2 separate regions of the Mus musculus genome follow, and region 2 is linked to region 1. A link is a contact called in public HiChIP or PLAC-seq data. All regions are on one chromosome and are shown on one strand. The core of a region is the stretch at or near the end of the contact, and the rest is flanking DNA. Distances in the headings are between cores, read along the strand shown.

Evidence for each region. HiChIP or PLAC-seq counts read pairs in DNA pulled down with a chosen protein or histone mark.
Region 2: an H3K4me3 HiChIP or PLAC-seq map of stem cell-derived neural progenitor cells shows a contact between it and region 1, with 7 times the contacts expected there. The contact joins the promoter of Rap1gap2 here to the promoter of 4933427D14Rik in region 1.

The regions. Positions count from the first base shown.
Region 1 is chr11:72,204,593-72,209,689 of GRCm38.p6, forward strand. It overlaps 4933427D14Rik (RIKEN cDNA 4933427D14 gene), which reads right to left and starts at 2,890. Exons shown (of 19, transcript NM_001361564.1): 1 at 2,604-2,890. It overlaps Txndc17 (thioredoxin domain containing 17), which reads left to right and starts at 2,962. Exons shown (of 4, transcript NM_026559.3): 1 at 2,962-3,176; 2 at 3,661-3,742; 3 at 4,138-4,213; 4 at 4,823-5,097. The coding sequence starts at 3,032. The coding sequence ends at 4,891.
Region 2 is chr11:74,587,029-74,591,696 of GRCm38.p6, forward strand. Rap1gap2 (RAP1 GTPase activating protein 2) reads right to left here and starts at 3,158. Exons shown (of 25, transcript NM_001015046.3): 1 at 2,932-3,158.

The sequences.
Region 1 (5,097 bases), core at 1,640-4,139:
CATGAGGCCCACAGAGCCCAGAAGCTGTGGTCTCTCCCACGGCTGTGGGAATTCTAGCAGCCACAGGCATCACAGCAGGCTGTCTTCTCTGTACACCCGCAGAGAGTGTCGCATCCCCCATGGACTCGGGGAGCCCCACAGTCACTGGTACCCTTGTAGGTGGCCTGCCTCCTGAGTCTGAGGCTCTCCTACAGCTGTGCTCCCACACACAACCAGATCCCCTGAGAGCCACGCCCACACCAGCTGGTGATACCCCTACTGTCACAGGTATACCCACAGTCTGTCTCCTTCCTGATAAGTTTGAGAAACTTCTGGAGCCAGCCTCTATCTTCAGAGAACCAGGTATTTCAGGAGCCAGGGGAACCCCAATAGCCGGTCTCCTTCCCCATGAACATGGGAGAGCCCCAGGTTCAGCATCCTCTAGCACAGATGAGCACTCCTCAGGAGCCACAGGTCTCGCGCAGGCAACCTGAGTTCTTCCCGGCAGGTTCACCCCGTCTGTAGAGCTGCTTTCCTGACACACCCACAAGGCAGCAGGTACACCCAGAGCCGAGGGTACGCCTTCTGTGGCCCACCTGTGCTTTGGCACAACTGCTTCCGTCAATCCCACAGCTCGCCTCCTTCCACACGGACAGGAGAGAGCGCCACATCTGACATCCTGATCCACAGCCCCATGTATTCCTAAAGCTGCAGGCTCCTGAGCCTCCGGCTCCCTCATGACCTGCCTCCTTTCCCACAGGCTTAGAGGATTCCCATTGTATGTCTCCTCCATAACCGGCCCCGGCAATGGCTCAGCCAGAGGAGCTTCCTGAGCCGACTGCTGCCTCTCCCACAGGCCTGAAACGTCATAGCTGGTTTCTTCTTCCCTACCTCCTGGTACCACCACTGTCTGCAAACCTGGCAACTGTCCTTTTCCCCACAGTCCTGGAATACTTGCATCATCTGCCTCCTTCCCCAAAGCCCTGGGTGCTCCCATTGCCTGTTCTATACCCCACAGGCCCTGGGCACCTCGAGAACCTATCTCATGCTCCTCAGAAGCACACAATTCTACAGCCTGTGCTGCACCCCATGACCCCGGGTCACCTCCACATCTAGCTTCCTCTTCTCTAGCACAAGGCACTCCTACAAGCTGTCCCATGGTCCTTAGACCAGGAATACCCCTAGAACCTATATCTTCCATCTCTTGTCTCCTTTGCCACAACCCTGGGCCCCCGTGGGAGGTAGTTCCATCTTCCATGGCCCTGGGTAGTACCAGCAGGGCATCAGGGCCCCCTTCCATCAGCCCCCTTTCCCATAACATATGCCCATATTCAGCTCCTTCTGCCAGAGCCCCAGAAAACTGCCCTGACTGCCCTCCCCCACAGAGACATGAGGTACCCTCACATTCCCTCACTTCTCCAGCTCTGGGCCTTTTCAAGACCTGAGACCATCCTATGGCCTCAGGCACCACCACAGTTTGTCTTTTTTCCCAAGGTCCAGAGGAAACACAGTCTATCTTCTCTACTACCTCAGGTCCACCCACAGGAGGTGGTGTCTTCCCAGCTTGTCCCTGCCTACAAAGGATAGAGACTCTCTCACAACCGGCCCCTATTCCCCTAGCTGTGGGCAGTCCTGAGGCCTGGGGGAATGTCCTAGTATTGCCTCTCACCCAGGGTCCGGTGACACCACCTCGGCTGGTCTCTACCCAGGAAGCTCGCCCAGGAATACCCTTCTCGATCGGCCCCTCTCCCACGGGAACGGGATGGAGCTCCACTCTGCTTCCTTCCCAGCATCCCGACGCTACCCTCATAGCCTGCACCTTCAACCACAGTTCCAGGATGCTCTCATGGCCAAGTGTTCCTGGACGACCTTTTCTCTCACAGCTTGGAGAGCTCCTATTGTCTAGCTCCTCCTCCCCAGATACAGTCACCCACACAGACCCAGCAGGCCCAACCACCTCGGGCTCGCCCACAGTCCCGTTCACCCACACTGTCCTGGGGTCCATTGCTGCCTCAACCGAGCCTGCAGTCCCAGGTATCCCAAAGGCCCTGTTCACCCTAGCGGGGACTGCGGGCTCCGCAGTCCTCTTCTCTAAAGGCTGCTGACCATTCTGTAGCCACCCTATGTTTGCACAGAGCATCCGCCGCACTGAAGATCTCACCCGGCGCCTTACTCCATAGCCTCGGGATAACCCTGCACCCCACCTCCTCGCCCACAGAGGCCGAACACCCCGACGCAACCTGCGGGCCCTCATGCAATGAGCCGGCATCTTCGCTGCCAGTGTACACCTGCGTAGCCCGGGCAAGGGCCCCCGTGCCGGCGTCGCAGCTCCTGGACAATTCCTTTCCCCAATGCAACCTCAGACACGCTCTCTTTGCATCTGTTCCCCCGCACACGCACTCACAACACTCGGATCCAGTCCTCGCTGCCTTTCTGCCTCCCAGCTCTCTCCAAACCCCCGCCCGATCCCGGACGCCGCCCCCGGCCCCGGCCCCCCTAAAGTCTGACAAATAGAAAGGTAATAGGAGGGGCGGAGCTGCAAGGCAAGCCTGGGGCGAGGTCTCTCACTGTCTCTCTGTCTAATGCAGTTTCCCAGAATTCCCCCAGCTCCGGCCCAAGCCCACCTGGTTTGGGCGCGGCGCGGCCACCAAGAGATCGTAAGGCGACCCCACGCTAGGCCTCGCTTCCGGCCTCTCGCCCAGTCGTCATGGCAACAGGCGCGCGGCTGTTTGGGAGCCGTTGATCTTCCTGAGCCATTTGAGGATCAAGGTGTTGTACCGCGACGGGCTTTGCCGTCACTGTCCATGAAGCCAGGGTGGGGACCAGACCAGGTCAGGCGTCTAGTTGTCTGAGGGAAACTGGCGCCAAAAAGAAACTCCAGCAGACCAAAAGGACGGCCCTAAGGAGTTATGGCTATTCAAGGCTCCCGTAGCACCACTCTGCTGCGGCGGCCCCGCCCACCCGGAACCTTGTCCACGCCTTACTTGGGCCCCGCCTTGGGGGCGCAGGACCCTAGGGCTCCTCCCGTGCTCCTCTCCGCACTGTTGTACCCATGGCCACCTTCGAGGAGGTGAGCGTGCTGGGCTTCGAGGAGTTCGACAAGGCAGTGAAGGAGCATGAGGGCAAGACCATTTTCGCCTACTTCAGCGGTTCTAAGGATACCGAAGGGAAGAGCTGGTGTCCGGACTGCGTGGAAGGTGAGGCTGGGACCAGGACTGGGGGTTGCTGCGCCACAGCAGTGCTAGGAAGAAGGCCCCTGCTGAAGTCAGAAAGTGGGATGAGATGAGGATCTTGGTCCTGCAGACCCGCAGAAGCGCCTGAGCTGTACCCCGTCTCTCGTTAGGCCCTTACTGCCCCACCCAAGGATGACCCTCATTTTTATCATGGATTCGGATCTTGGAACCAGGTTCTTTAAAATTCTCAGTTCCCCAAACGATTAGTGTCTCATAAAAAAAAAAAAGACCAGACTCAGGAGTTGATCTTTCCGTCATCATATATGTATGCTGAGTTTTCTGATTGTGTCTTAAAGACAATCAGGACTAGGACTTAAGTGATTCACGAGTCCAGAGGACACGCGACTTTAACATCCTATCTTACAACCGGTTAAAGTCTAAGACTGGGGACGGGAGGGCGTGGGCTATCGCAGTTGATGTGTAATTACTTTTTAACTCTTTTAAAAAGCTGAGCCAGTCATTCGAGAGGGGCTGAAGCATGTTACCGAAGACTGTGTGTTCATCTACTGCCAAGTAGGAGACAAACCTTAGTAAGTCATGTATACCGTATCTCCAGACATGGACTATATTATTAAAAAGCTGGGTAAAAAGGACCTCAGATAATTGGTCAGGCTCTGTGTTTTAGGTATTGTCTGATAAGCTAAACAATTAGAATTACTGAATTCATATTTACAGTTTATGTTCAACCACATATCATCATTAATGAATTGGGTCTGGAATAAGTTCAGAACTCTATTGACTTTACATTTGTTTTATCTTAGCCACACTTTAAACTTTGCAGAAAGTGACACATAAGTTACAGTTCTCAAAATGTTTAAAGGTTAACAAAAGCAGTGGTTACAAGTATATTATATATAAGTCAACTGTTGAGTAAACTGTAATGAACCAAGTAGTATTTTTCATTATCTGTTTCATTTTGGAACAGCTGGAAAGACCCAAATAATGACTTCAGACAAAAACTGAAAATAACCGCAGTGCCTACACTACTTAAATATGGAACAGTAAGTGTCTACCTTTATGTTTGTAGCTATAATGTAGTTAAAACTCAAGTTGTTTTTTGAGTCAAGTTTGAAAAGATCTTGACCTTTGATTTCCAACATCACATTGTTGTTCAGAGTGCATCAGAAACACACAAGTTGGTGTCCATTCCTCTGCCAATCCTGACAAACTATTAATAATGCAGATATTAGTGTCTGGGGTGTATTTTTAAGCCACTTTTAAGATTCTGTCTTCAGAAGAAAGTTGACTCATTTCTGAAAGCACCTTTGTCAATGTTTTCTAAACCCACTTTTCAGGCTTAAAAGGGCTCTCCCTCTATTTCAGCCCTGCCCCTAGAATCCTAAATTAAAGAGTTGAGGGAAAGAGATGGCACCAGGCATGCTGTCTCTTGTTTTCAGCCTATGGGGCTTCCTAGTGTGGAAATACAAGGCCTCTCAGGCCAAGTGTTTTAATGATTCATCTTGACACAAGCATCCTAACTATTTAATAAAGCTTGTTATAACTAGCTGATGGCATAATTTGTGTTCAAAAACTTGTCATTCAAAGTAGAATTCACTCCACCCCTAGTAATATTCATAGCAACAGTGAAAACTTAACCATTCTTTTTACAGCCTCAAAAACTTGTGGAGTCTGAGTGCTGTCAATCCAGCCTTGTGGAGATGATCTTCTCTGAAGATTAAGATTTGATGACCTTGCCGGACTGTGGTGGCACATGCCTTTAGTCCCAGCACTCGGGAGACAGAGGCAGCTGGATCTCTTTGAGTTTGAGGCTACCTGGTCTACAAGTTGAGTTCAAGGACAGCCAGAGCTACAGAGTAAAACCCTGTCTGGAAAAACCAAACCAACCCAAAAAAGCCTGATGATTGCAATTTTGTATTGATTGCCT
Region 2 (4,668 bases), core at 1,908-4,407, 2.4 Mb after region 1:
GGGCGGTGGAAGTAGAAGGATCCAGAATTCAAGGTTAGACTGGTTTACATGAGACTGCCTCAAAAAAAATTTTTTTTCCACCAAAGGCTAGCACAGAGATGTCTACCTATAATCACAGCTACTTGGGCAGCTGAGGCATGAAGATCTTGGAGCTACACAGCAAGATCTTGTCTCAAAAAAAGAAATCAAGTCAGACATGGTAGCAAATGCCTTTAATTCCAGTACTTGGGAAGCAGAGGCAGATGGAGCTCTGTCTGGTTTACAAAGTGAGTTCCAGGACAACCCAATTTACACAGAGAAACTCTTTTTTTTTTTTTTTTTTTTTTTTTTGAGACAGGGTTTCTCTGTATAGCCCTGGCTGTCCTGGAACTCACTCTGTAGACCAGGCTGGCCTCGAACTCAGAAATCCACCTGCCTCTGCCTCCCAAGTGCTGGGATTAAAGGCGTGTGCCACCACTGCCCACCTACAGAGAAACTCTTATCTCAAAAATCTCAAAAATAAATAGATAGATAGATAGATAGATAGATAGATAGATAGATAGATAGATAATTTGAAATATCCAGATAAGAAAACCGAAGCTCAAAAAGCTCAAACTTGCCCCAGGTCAGTGTGTGGGATGCCTCAGAGTGTCACTGCCAAACCTCTTACCCTGCCTCCTACTCCAGCCACCTCCATAATGACCAGTCACTGCCCTTCACCCTAGATTGGAAGTAGCACATTCTACGTGCCACGCATCAGAACTGAATGAGGTCACACCAGGCCCTCTCTGCAGAAGTGGTGTGGGTCCCCATAGAAAACCATTTGAACTTCACTTGTGCATCATCTAAAAGCAGAAGGGAGTTAATGACCATGGAGGGACCCTTGGGGGAAGGGGAACTGCTAATGGTTTCTTTCCCCAACAGAGCAGTTCTGAAATGTAGCCCTTAGGCTCCTCGGGAGATCCTCAGGAGAGGAGCAGCAGATGGTAAGGGAAGCCTCTGGGCACTGCCTGCCTTTCTCATCCGTGTACCCTCTGCCCCACTGCCCTCTATCCACTTCCCAAGTAAGGCTGGGGGCCAGCCCTTCGCCCAGGCATGCCTAGAGTAGGGAGTGAGGGTGAGCACACAGAGAGCTGGGGATGGAGCAGCACTTCACATCCAGGTCTCAGTGCCAACCACTTATCACCAACAATGTCACCAAAGATAGTAGTTAAGCCTTCATGCTCAGCCAATGTGCCACTCTGTCACCGCCATCCATACCAGAGCCCTTTTCCTTTAAAGTTCAAATCATTCTGACCCCCTGTGACTCTGTCACACTTGATCAGATTTGCTTGCTTCCTTGCTTGCTTGCTTGCTTGTTTGTTGCTTTGGAAATCTCTAGTTTGAGTTTGAGTTTGTGTTTGTGGCTTCTGAGACGGGGTCTAACTTTGCAGCCCAGGGTTGCCTTGAACTTGTGGCAATCCTCCTGTCTCAGCCTTTCAAGTACTGGGATTACAGGTATAAGCCACCATACCTCAAAGGGGGTCTTAGGAAAGAGAGAGTGAAAAGCTATGGAGGTGTCACTCACAAGAGGACCTTCTGGAACAGGGACCACTTCCTGTTGAGCTAGGATGCCCTGACCCTTGCCAAGGTGAACATCTGCCCCTGCCCCAAAACAGCGACCACAAAGGGTCTTGGCTTCAACATGCCATCCCATCCCAGGCCCCAACCTTCCCCTGCTCCTTAGCATCTAGTGAGGGAGGAGGGGCCTGAGTCAGCTTCCAGACACCTGAGCAGACACATCCAGCAGTTACCCACCCTTAGTGCTGGGCAGCCCAGAACCCTTGCTTAGAGGTAGGTGATGCACAACCTCTCCCAAGTCCTGAGGGAAATCACTGCCCAAGACCTCACAGGCCCTGAGTCACTCCCAGCCTCCAGGTAGCTGTGCAAGCTTTTCTGTTTATTCTTCGCCCACAGCAGGAGGAGCAGAGGGGATGAGAGCTTTCTTCACCAAGGGAAACTGAGACCTATGAGGCTCAAAGGATAGCATGCCCTGATACAGGTCCAGGACAATTCTAGTAATACCTTTAGAGGCGACCCTGATGGGAGCCATTCAGAGGCTGATCCATGAATTTCGAGCACAAACCCTGGTAACATGTAAATGCCCTTCAGATTCAGTAAGGGTGAAAGAAAGCTACAGCGGAAAGCAGTGTGCCCCTTACCAGCTCCCAAGTCAGACATAACAAGTATAGGCAAAACCAAAGTGCAATCTATAGAGTCCCTCTGTCCTGTAAACAGGACCCCCACCCTTGACTGTCACTGCCACACCCACCCAAGGCCTCTAGAAATGAGCATCAGGCTGCAAAGCTGGCCTTGCCCCGCAGGTCCATGAAAGTCTCTGGACCGATTACTCCAATTCTACTGCCTCTCCCTGGAACAGGCACAAGCTGGCTTGGGGACAGACAGGCTGGGGCTTCTGATCTTGCCAATAAAAACAAGTCCTCCCTCCCCAACCTAGCAGCCTAGCTTCAGCATCCTCTTGGGGTTCCTGGCTTCTTTCCTTTACTGCCACCTGTAAACACCCACGTCTGACCTCCATCTCGGTCAGCGTCTTTCACCAGACTCCAACAGGGAGCTGACCAACATCACATGCACACACACGCGCGCGCGAGCCCGCGCACACACACACACACACACACACACACACACACACACACGCCCCTCTTCATGGTGTGTATGCTGTGTCGCATCCGCGCACCCGGCAGGGATTTCTGTGGACTGTCACCCTACCTCCCAGTGAGCCCAACTGCTTGGTGCGATGGGCGCGCGGAGCTCACCGGGGCCATCAGTGCTTTGCCAACACACACATCCACTCTCACAGCATCCTCTCCAATTCCACGCTCAGTCACACCCAGGACTCGCGTCCAGATGCACGCCGGCTGTGAAATTACAACCTAGCCCAGAGCCACTGACCTTCCCACACTCCCGACGTGGACAGAATGTCAATAGTCAGTCCTGCCGGCTCACCCAACGCGCGCGCTGGTCGGCGCGGCGCCCACAGCTCTCCATCAGGACCGAGCCCCCTCCTCCTCAACGCGGGGTTCCCTCGCAGCCCGCCCAGCCGCGTGCACCGTCACCGCGGCGCGCACACGCGCACACCGGCCGGCACAAAGCTGCGCCCTGCCACCCGCCGGCGGCCGCTCGCACACCTGGCGGGCGCGCCCCCGGCCTACGGAGCGCGCACACGCAGTCTCTGCCCTAGTCCGCTAGATCCCGCACTCCCGTCCCTCGGGGCTTTTCGGAGCTGGGTCCCAGCGGCGCCCACCGCGCAGCAGCGGGAGACCGGGCTGGGTTTGGGATACGGCGGTACTAATCGTCGAACGCCCTGAGGGATGCTCGTGTCCGCGCTGTCAGGGTATTGCCCCGGGGCGGCTCCTCCTGAACAAAGGCGCAGGGTGGGGCAGGTCCTGGGGATCCCAGAGAATGAAGGGAGAAGCCCACCTGCCCGCAAAGGTTCCTGAATCATAGGGCGCACGACACTGGGGGACTGAGAAGCTGAAAGATTCCTGGATTCCTGGTGGGACTCTCCTGAAAGTGTGCTATTGGAACTTGGAAGTAGGAGATCAGGGACTGCCGAAAACCCTGACGCTGACCCCTGACTGGGACGCGACAACCTACAGCTTTGATTCATTCCCTCCGAAGACTCCATCCCATCTTCCACCAAACCAAAGATGCTCCTGAACTTGAAGATGTTGAGGGACCGATGTTCCAGACATTCTCCGTAACCCCCACAGCAGGCAGCCTCTGATGCGCCTCCATTAATGGGAAGCTCATTCCCTGGAGGCAGCACTCCGGCAGCTTAAGCCCGAAAACATCTTTTATTTGCACGGAAATCTTCCTCAGTCCTAACCGTTGGACATAGCTCATTCTGTTCTGGCCACGATGTTCTGCGTCTAGAACATACCTCACACTTACTGTTTTCTTTGCAGAGATATAGTCTTACATCGGTGTCCTGCGCTCCCCTCCCCTAGCTAACGCTCTCATCACCACGGTCTCTGTATGGCTGCCCCTTTGTGTGGTCCAAGACCTCTTTCCATGCAAGTCACTTATCTGCGTGCCCTATTTTAGACTTCTGAGCAATCTTATCGGCTTGACAAACTATCTCCATGTTTGCATACTGATGGTTGGCCTTTCACACTCCAGTGTGTGTCCTATGTCAGGCAGAACCCTTGCCTGGACCACTCTAACCCCAGAACCTGGCCCAGAGCACAGTCACAATGCTCAGTGTTAGAAGGAAGTAAGGAAGGCAGGGACGGTGGACAGACCACAGTCTGGATCCTGAAATGCTAAGTACCGGGCATTGGAGGTTCTGGCTTGGGATCCAGTAGGGGAAAGGAGCTGTCAAGTGCCCACGGAACCAACAGACAGACAGCTTTACAATAGAGAGAACATCTCCTTCCCTTTGGATCCTATCCTGAGCACTTGAACCCCAAGATTCCAGGGCTGGTCAGCAGAGACAGTTCAGGAAGTCCAAGCTAACCCTAACCACCTGAGTTTGATGCTCAGGACACACGTGGTGCAAGGAGAGAATTGAGTCCTGAATGTTGTCCTCAGAACTACTCAGGCGTGCCATGACGCACATGCATACCATTACACACACAGACACACACACCATAAATGTATGTCTTAAAGAATAATAAAATTGAAAAT